2 separate regions of the Mus musculus genome follow, and region 1 is linked to region 2. The links are chromatin contacts, called in public promoter capture Hi-C maps. All regions are on one chromosome and are shown on one strand. The core of a region is the stretch at or near the end of the contact, and the rest is flanking DNA. Distances in the headings are between cores, read along the strand shown.

Evidence for each region. Promoter capture Hi-C pulls out the DNA fragments that hold promoters and counts their contacts.
Region 1: a promoter capture Hi-C map of hippocampal neurons shows a contact between it and region 2, with 5 times the contacts expected there. The contact joins the enhancer-like site here to the promoter of Iqcf5 in region 2. A contact is called at or near these places in 4 of 39 promoter capture datasets (embryonic stem cells, hippocampal neurons and liver) and 1 of 9 other capture datasets (embryonic stem cells).

The regions. Positions count from the first base shown.
Region 1 is chr9:107,507,176-107,510,856 of GRCm38.p6, forward strand. Cacna2d2 (calcium channel, voltage-dependent, alpha 2/delta subunit 2) reads left to right here. Exons shown (of 38, transcript NM_001174049.1): 6 at 2,020-2,161. Among named protein-coding and RNA genes, the nearest start is that of Gm34037, 18 kb to the left of the region's middle. Within about 2 kb of position 1,311, at least 24 of the 459 cell types and tissues checked have an H3K27ac peak or open chromatin away from gene starts, as enhancers often do. A contact at or near this core is called in hippocampal neurons, where this site is marked.
Region 2 is chr9:106,513,263-106,517,253 of GRCm38.p6, forward strand. It overlaps Iqcf5 (IQ motif containing F5), which reads left to right and starts at 1,311. Exons shown (of 2, transcript NM_029300.1): 1 at 1,311-1,400; 2 at 2,288-2,741. The coding sequence starts at 1,397. The coding sequence ends at 2,730. It also overlaps a transcript of Iqcf3 not described here.

The DNA of each region.
Region 1 (3,681 bases), core at 61-2,560, 990 kb after region 2:
AATGAAGAGCGAACCTTTAATTAGACCCTGAATCTAATTCCTTACCCCCCTCGGCAGCGGGCTGTAATTTTAGCAATCAGTACATTAAATATAAACCAGGAGACTACAGTTGCCCACCGCACTGAACTCCTAGGTTCCGCTAGCACTGAGAGCCCCCCTGGACAGCCTTGTACCCAAATCCTGACCAGGACACAGCTTCCTGCCTCCAGCAGCCCCCAACTCTATCCAGGACCCCAACCCTGGCTCCAAACGCCTCCCGCTCTGCCTCCCGGCCCTGCAGGGGGATTGAACTACCCAGTAGGGAAGCACTGCTCTAGTCAGGCCTGGGCTAGGGTCAGTGAGGCCAGAAGCTCCAAGCCTGATATAAATAACAGCGCTCGTGCATGTGCACTCTCGCGCACACACACACACACACACACACCAAGTCCCCTGCTTAGTGTGTTGTGTTGTTTTGTTTGGTTTGTTTTTAATCTTTGCCAGAGGTACAGTTAGAGATCTTTCTAGACCATTTACTTTTAAATTGCCAGCCAGAAGGTGGGGGTGGGGGAAGAGAAGGAGAAAGTTCGAAGGCTGAAGGCTTATCAGAATGGAATCCAAATGTCACATTAGTTGGGAAAGTTGGGAGATTAAATTTTTCAGTGCCCTTCATCTGCCGCTGACATTTGGGGGGGCTTTCTTCTCCCACGCCTCTCCCTCTGAGTGGAGCATACGTGGCTTACACCTCCCAGACCGCTGGCTCCCTACTCCAGCCCATATGCTCAGCAGCTGCCTACCCTGGCTTTACCCAGCACCTAAGGACATTCCAGGGGCTTCCCAAAGCGGGCAGGAGGTGGGCGTGCCCGGTGAAGGGCAGGAAGGACAATAGACAGCTTGAATGTTGATGTCCAAAACCATCCCTGAAAGATGGGTAGGGGACAGACTCGGGTCACTTCAGAGCTGTGTCCTAGGATGTGGCCTGGTGGAAATGACCTGGGCAGTAACCAAGAGATTGAAATGCTCTAGGAGGGAGAAGTCTGGGCTTCAGGGAGCCAAGGAAGAGCAACCCTGGAGACCCATTGGGAAAAGGATAAATGGAGCCTGCGCTGAACTTACTCAAAAGGGTCTTGGGTGGGGAAACAGGGTGTGGGAGTGTGTGGAGCATTCCACACGTCTCCCTTGCCTCCCTGTCTGGCTTTTTCTTCTTCCTCTGTACTTTCTCCAGCATCTTCCTGCCTTGCTTGCACACCTGCACTGGAGCCTGTTCCCCCATGGGCGGCAGCATCGTCTCTGTAGCCAAGGCGCCACTCCTGCCAGCCTGTAGTAGTAGGCGGCTGGGGGTTGGGGGGCTGCACAGCGCATGCCCAGCTTGCCTGGCCGAGAGATACCATAATTGGCACCTGTCAGGCAGCTGCAGCTTGTTTTAGAAAATCAACGGGGGCCTTTATAGTCCTGCTGCTAGCGGGCATGGTAGACCCTCCCTCTGTAGGTCACTCGGTCTCTGTACTAGCCCCCACTCATCTCTAGAGCTACCCTGCTATGGGAGATGGTTCCCCAAATGGGGCTAGGACTGTCTGGTACTAAAGGAGCCGGTATACGGCGGGGGTGGGGGGGAAGGGTGGGACTCAGCGGGGAGTATGGGGGTGCAAAGCTGCCTGCCAAGGCTTTGCTGTAATTGCACAAGGCGTGTCCTTGGAAGCAGAAGTCTGCAGCCCACTCCTAACTGGCTCTCCTGTTTGCCTCCTTCACTGACAGTTGCCTTTCAAGGATGTAGAGAAGGGGTCATTTGGTTTTGGTTTTAGCTGTGATTTGGCAAATGGATGGGCAAAGGCAGGCAAATTCACCCAGGGAAGCCTTCTGGATAAGGGGTCCATATGCTGTACCCATGTTCTCCCATGTCTCTCCATCTGTCTCTTGTCTCTACAATAACCTCTGCCCTTAAGATGACCCTGTCTTCTGGACTCTGGCCCTCCCTGTCCTCACCTGCGAGCCTAACCAACCCACTCACCATTTTCCTGACACGGGTGGGGGTGCTTTCTGCAGGATGACCCTGAGAGTGAAGATATGGAGAGGGGATCCAAGACCAGCGCCTTAAGGCTGGACTTCATCGAGGACCCAAACTTCAAGAACAAAGTCAACTATTCATACACGGCTGTGCAGATCCCCACAGACATCTACAAAGGCTGTAAGTGTAAGGGGAGGGGGGAAGAGCCCTTCCCACCCACGTGGGGTAGGGCCCACTCCCTGAGCATTCCAGGTCCCTGAGATAGAAAGCTAGTGCCACCTACCTCTGGCCAGTCCCCTGCACCCAAGGTCATACACGTTCATTTCTCTGACCTACCCACATATAGACCTTCACACTTGGCAGAACTTGAAACACAGCTTCTTTGCTGGTATGGTCTAAGCCTATGTGTACACATATCCCACATATACATGCACACATACATCCCTTGCTCTCACTGCTGGGCTGAATGCCCCCAGAACAGCCCCTTGCCGCCCCTGCCCGTCTCTGACTCTATTAAGAGGGGCTGGCTGGGAAATGCCAGCATAAGGTGGACACAGAGATTAAAGGCCGCAAGGCAGCTGCCGTAGACAACAGTCACAGGCCTGACTAACCCACTTCTCTCTATGGCCCAGAGCTGAAAGAATGGGAAATGGTTTCTATCCTGCAATAGCCAAGAGTGTGGTGAAGGGGGACCAGGAAAATATGGTTGAGATTCCAAGTCCCAGGGGTGGGACAGCTTTGCACAGTGGAGTCATTATAGCTCCAGTCTACTGCTGGGGCCCCTCATCTGGTGTTTGGCTCTAGGCATCTTCTCCATATACTGTTCCAGTTCCTTAGGAACTTCCTCCAGCAGTAGATTGAAGGCCCTGCCTGGTTCTGACATTACCATGTGAGCACCTACCTATAGGACAGTCTCAAAATCTGCTGGGTTTGGAGGAGGTGGAGGATGGTGTGCTGGGATGCTGGGGAAATGGGGGCAAAGGAGGCAGAGCTACTGTATAGGTTCCAGGAAAAGGGGGAACCCTAGGGTCTTCCAGGAAGCCCCTGTCGCCCTCAACGTCAGCCAGCCCCGCCCCCAGCAGGATGCCAGCAGATCACCTGCATGAGCCAGTCGAGAGGCACTATCACAGGCAGGCACACTAATTAAAACAGGAGCCACACCACCCTCCCCAGTCACCCCTCGCTACCCACACAAATTACATTTTATATGTTCTTTATTTACTGTGTCACTTTTAATTAAATCTGTAATCGCCTGCCTGAGGGGGCATGGTCCCCATTTCCCAACTCACTGTGATCTGAGGGTGTGCGCATGGGTGTGGCGTGGGCGTGTGTGCATGTGGGGGTATTCGCTTCAGTGTGTCATACAGGTATGTCCTTGTGGTCGCAGATATCTGTAGGGACAATCCACCTGCAGCAAGAGTCACCCCTCTGCTGGCAGCCTGAGGGACTTCCAAGTTTCTCAGACAGGAAGAGGCCCAGGGATGGGTAGGCATGCCATGCAGACTCAAGGACACATGGCATTGTGCGAAACATTTGGGTGCCACGCTTCATTTTTTCCTTAAAAAGAAAAATAGAAGTGTTCAACTCACTAGGCTTCTAAATCAGAAACAGGACCATAACACGCTGCTCAATAGGCAGAGCCAATGGAAGAAAGAGGTTTCATGTTGATATTGTGGTCAGTTAAGAAGAACCAGAGACAG
Region 2 (3,991 bases), core at 61-2,560:
ATTTAATTAAGCACACTCCCGGGTAACAGCTTGCCTTGTTTGGTTAGCACACGACCAAGTTGGAAATTCATTTTCTTTGCAACTCCGTCATCACATTTTAGTTTTGGGAAAAGAGTCTGCTGTGCGGAGATGTGCCGCTGAAGGCTCTCATCCTTTGTGCTCACTGCTTTTCCGTGAGCTGGAAAGATGGTGGCTTGCATCATTTATTAATACTGTTTTATCTTAGTTTCTTTACATTCCATCATTAATTACTTTATACGTATGTGTGTCAGTATAGGCTGTGCATGCAGTGCCCTTGGCGGTTAGAAGAGGGTGGTGGATTGAAGTTACAGATGGTGGTGAGTTACCATGTGGCTGCTGAGAATTGAACCTGAAATGAAAAATCTTTTAAATTTAGACCCCATTAACAGGCTGGTACTTAGCATTAGTTTCCAAGTCCTGTCGCCACCTCCCCGCCCCCAAACCTGAGCCTAGCTCCAGTCTCTAGGCTAATCCCCAACAAGACCAGAGTTTCCAGGTTATTTCCCCAACAAACCTGCACTCCCAGGTTACAAGCCCACCCCCTGCCTAACGACCACCAATGCATAGGGGAGCAGAAGTTAAGTTTATGATACAGACCACAATAGCCTTCCACCTCGATGCTTGCACATGTGTTCTCTGTTTGCTGCTTACTACAAAGCCTTGCCCCGATAGATATTCGGGATCCCCCCCACACACACACCAAAACTGTCTTGCATGATGGTGGTGCACTGGGGGCTGGGGAGCATCCTTCTGTCTCCTCTACCTCTGTAGCCCTGGAGCTGCAAACATGTGCTACTGAGCCCAGTTATTTTATGCAGGTTCTGGGGATCAAAGTTTACATAGCTATCACCTTAATATCTGAACTCTCTTCCTAGTCCAAAGATGCTATTAAGAAAAGATTTATTCTTATTTTATGAGTATTTGCCTACATGTATGTCTGTGCATCACGTGTGTAGTGCTCATGGAAGCTGGGAGAGGACTTTGGGTTCTTTGGAACAGTTGTGAGCCACCATATGGATGCTGGGGACTGAACCCAGGTCCCCTGGAGCATTGCCCAGGGCTCTTAACTATTGAACCATATCTCTCTAGCCCCAAAGAAGCTTTCTGAAGGAGTAAAAACATACTGTGGGAAGCAAGTAGATTTGAGTGGTATAAAGGTGTGGGTTATGAGAATTTGTATATGGGTGTATTGGACCCTCCGGTCATAGCCAGTGACACACAACACAGGTGCTGAGAATGTTGGTTATTGGAAGCCGTCCTGGTGCCTGTGTCATAGGCACCCTTATGACGTCATCACTCCTTCCATCTACTCTGTCTGCTGGATCAGAGCTAGGAGAGCAGACCGGAGGGTGATGGGAACATCTAGCCCCTAACCATGGGTAATTTGTAGAATTCAGATCTCAGGGGGGAGGTTTAGCCATGCATGCCTATCTCAGGGGACTGAATGTTTTATAAGAGATTGATCTTTCCAGGAATGGTCAACTCACAGCCCATGTACAGTCTGCGGATGAGGCTAGCTAGGAGCGTGGCCCAATATAAAGTTGTAAACTTCCTTAAAGTGTTCTGAGGTTTATGTGTGTGATTGATTTTGTTTTGTAACTCAATCACGTGTTGTTTTTGTCTTTGCTTTGTTTTTCTTTTTCTGTGTGAACATAGAAGGTGACAAAGTAATTCACAATGTCTAAAGGTTGGATACACTTCATAGGGCTCAGTAAATGTCTCCTAGTTACCACAGGAGGGGTTTTATAACAAAGGCCATAAATAACTAGGTATAGTGGCCCACAGCTTTAATCCCAGCACTTGGAGAGGCAGAGGCAGGCAGATTTCTATGAGTTCAAGGCCAGCCTGTTACTGGACAGCCAGAGCTGCATAGTGAGACCCTGTATCTCTCTCACACACACACACACGCACACACACACATACACACACACCCCAGAAACTGAGTCTAGTTCACTTAGCACAAGGGAAAGCATTCTTGCTTTCTAATCTACTTTCTTCCCAAACACAGAAAGAAAGTTTTAAATTATTATCACAACAGTTATTATCATAACAGGTACATGTCCAGAAACTCAGATGTTAGGTTGGTGTATTCAAGCTGATTAACTGGCATGTACCACAGGAAGTTCAATTTAGCTGGTCTCCCGGGTGCATCTGTGGCCCTGCAGGGTTCTGCAGCTCTTGAACTTCCTAGATAGAGGATCGGGATTCCTGTCTGGCTCACCCTGAGCTCCCTAAGTGTCCTAAGTGGTCTGTTCTCTCTTGCAAGGCCCAGAAAAGTCTACGGCCATGACAGAAACATCTGCGGCTGTGCGCATCCAAGCATGGTGGCGTGGCACACTACTACGACGCACGTTGCTGCATGCTGCCCTCAGCGCGTGGATCATTCAGTGCTGGTGGAGAAAGATAATGATAATGTTGCAAGGGAAGAAACGGCGGATGGCTCTGGAGTTATACGCTCGAAAAACGTGGGCAATAGTCAAACTGCAGTCCTGGTTCAGGATGTGGCACATACGTCATCGATACTGTCGTTTGCTGAATGCTGTTCGCATCATCCAGGTTTATTGGCGTTGGCATAGTTGTCACACTCGTGGCTTTATTCAGGGCAACTATGAAATCAAAGAAAACCGACTGAATATTCAACTTGAGATTTCCCTGGGCTCACAGGCTTGTAAGGTGGAACAGTGCATAACCCTACCAATAAAAGAGTGATCAGGTCTGCTACACCCGTATTCTCTGCTCTGTAGCAGAAGGATTTCCAAGTCACTATTAGGACCAACACGGCTTTAATCACACTAGTGCCTGGCAAATCAGCTCTGAGGGGCACTACTGAGAAGGAGCCTCAGTGGGGAAGTATGTGTGTGTGCTTGTGTGGTGTAGTGTGAGACATATGCATGTGTGTATGTGGTATATGCATGTGTGTGGGTGTATGTGTATGGTGTATGAATGTGTCTGTGTGTGTTGCATGGGTGTGTGTGGTATGTGTGTATAGTTATTGCATGCATGCATGTGTGGTATATATGTGTGTGTGCTTGTGTGGTGTAGTGTATGATGTGTGCATGTGTGTGTCTAGTATATACATGTGTGTGTGTGGGTATGTATATGGTATATGAATGTGTATCTGTGTGTATTGCATGTGTGTTTGGTATATGTGTGTGTAGTGTTTGCATGCATGCATGTGTGTGTCTGTGGTGTATTTGTATGTGTGTGTGCTTGTGTGGTGTAGTGTATGATGTATGCGTGTGTGTGTGTGTGTGTGTGGTATATCCATGTATGTGTATGGTATATGAATGTATGTCTGTGTGTGTTGCATGTGTGTGTGTGTGGTATATGTATGTGTGGTTTATGTGTGCGTGTATATAGTATTTGCATGCATATGTATATGTATTTGCATGTGTGGTGTCTGTGTGTGTGGTATATGCATGCGTGCATGTGTGTGTGGGTGTGTGTGTGTAGTGTTTGCATGCTGTGTGCATGTTCATGCACACGCAGAGGCTACCCTTAAACTCACTATGTAGTTAAGGGTGAACTTGAACCTTGGAACTCTTCCTGCCCCCATATCTCCAGATCATAGGTATACATTACAACACCTAAATGTGTTTGCTTTTTTTTTTTTTTTTTTTTTTTTTTGGATTTTTTTTTTCTAGACAGGGTTTCTCTGTGTAAACCTGACTGTCCCGGAACTCACTCTGTAGACCAGGCTGGCCTCAAACTCAGAAATCTGCCTGCCTCTGCCTCCCAAATGCTGGGATTAAAGGCATGCATCACAACTGCCCGGCTCTTGTTTGCTTCTTTAAAACAAGTCTTGCCATATAGCTGGCCTTGGACTCAGGTCCTCTTGGTAGCTAAATATTCCTTGGTGTATACATAAAGGAATGGAAAACTTACATCCCCATAAAACCCTGAGCATGTGTGATTACAGAAGTTTTACTCATAACTTCCCAACTCTGCAAACATCTGAGATGTCCTTAGG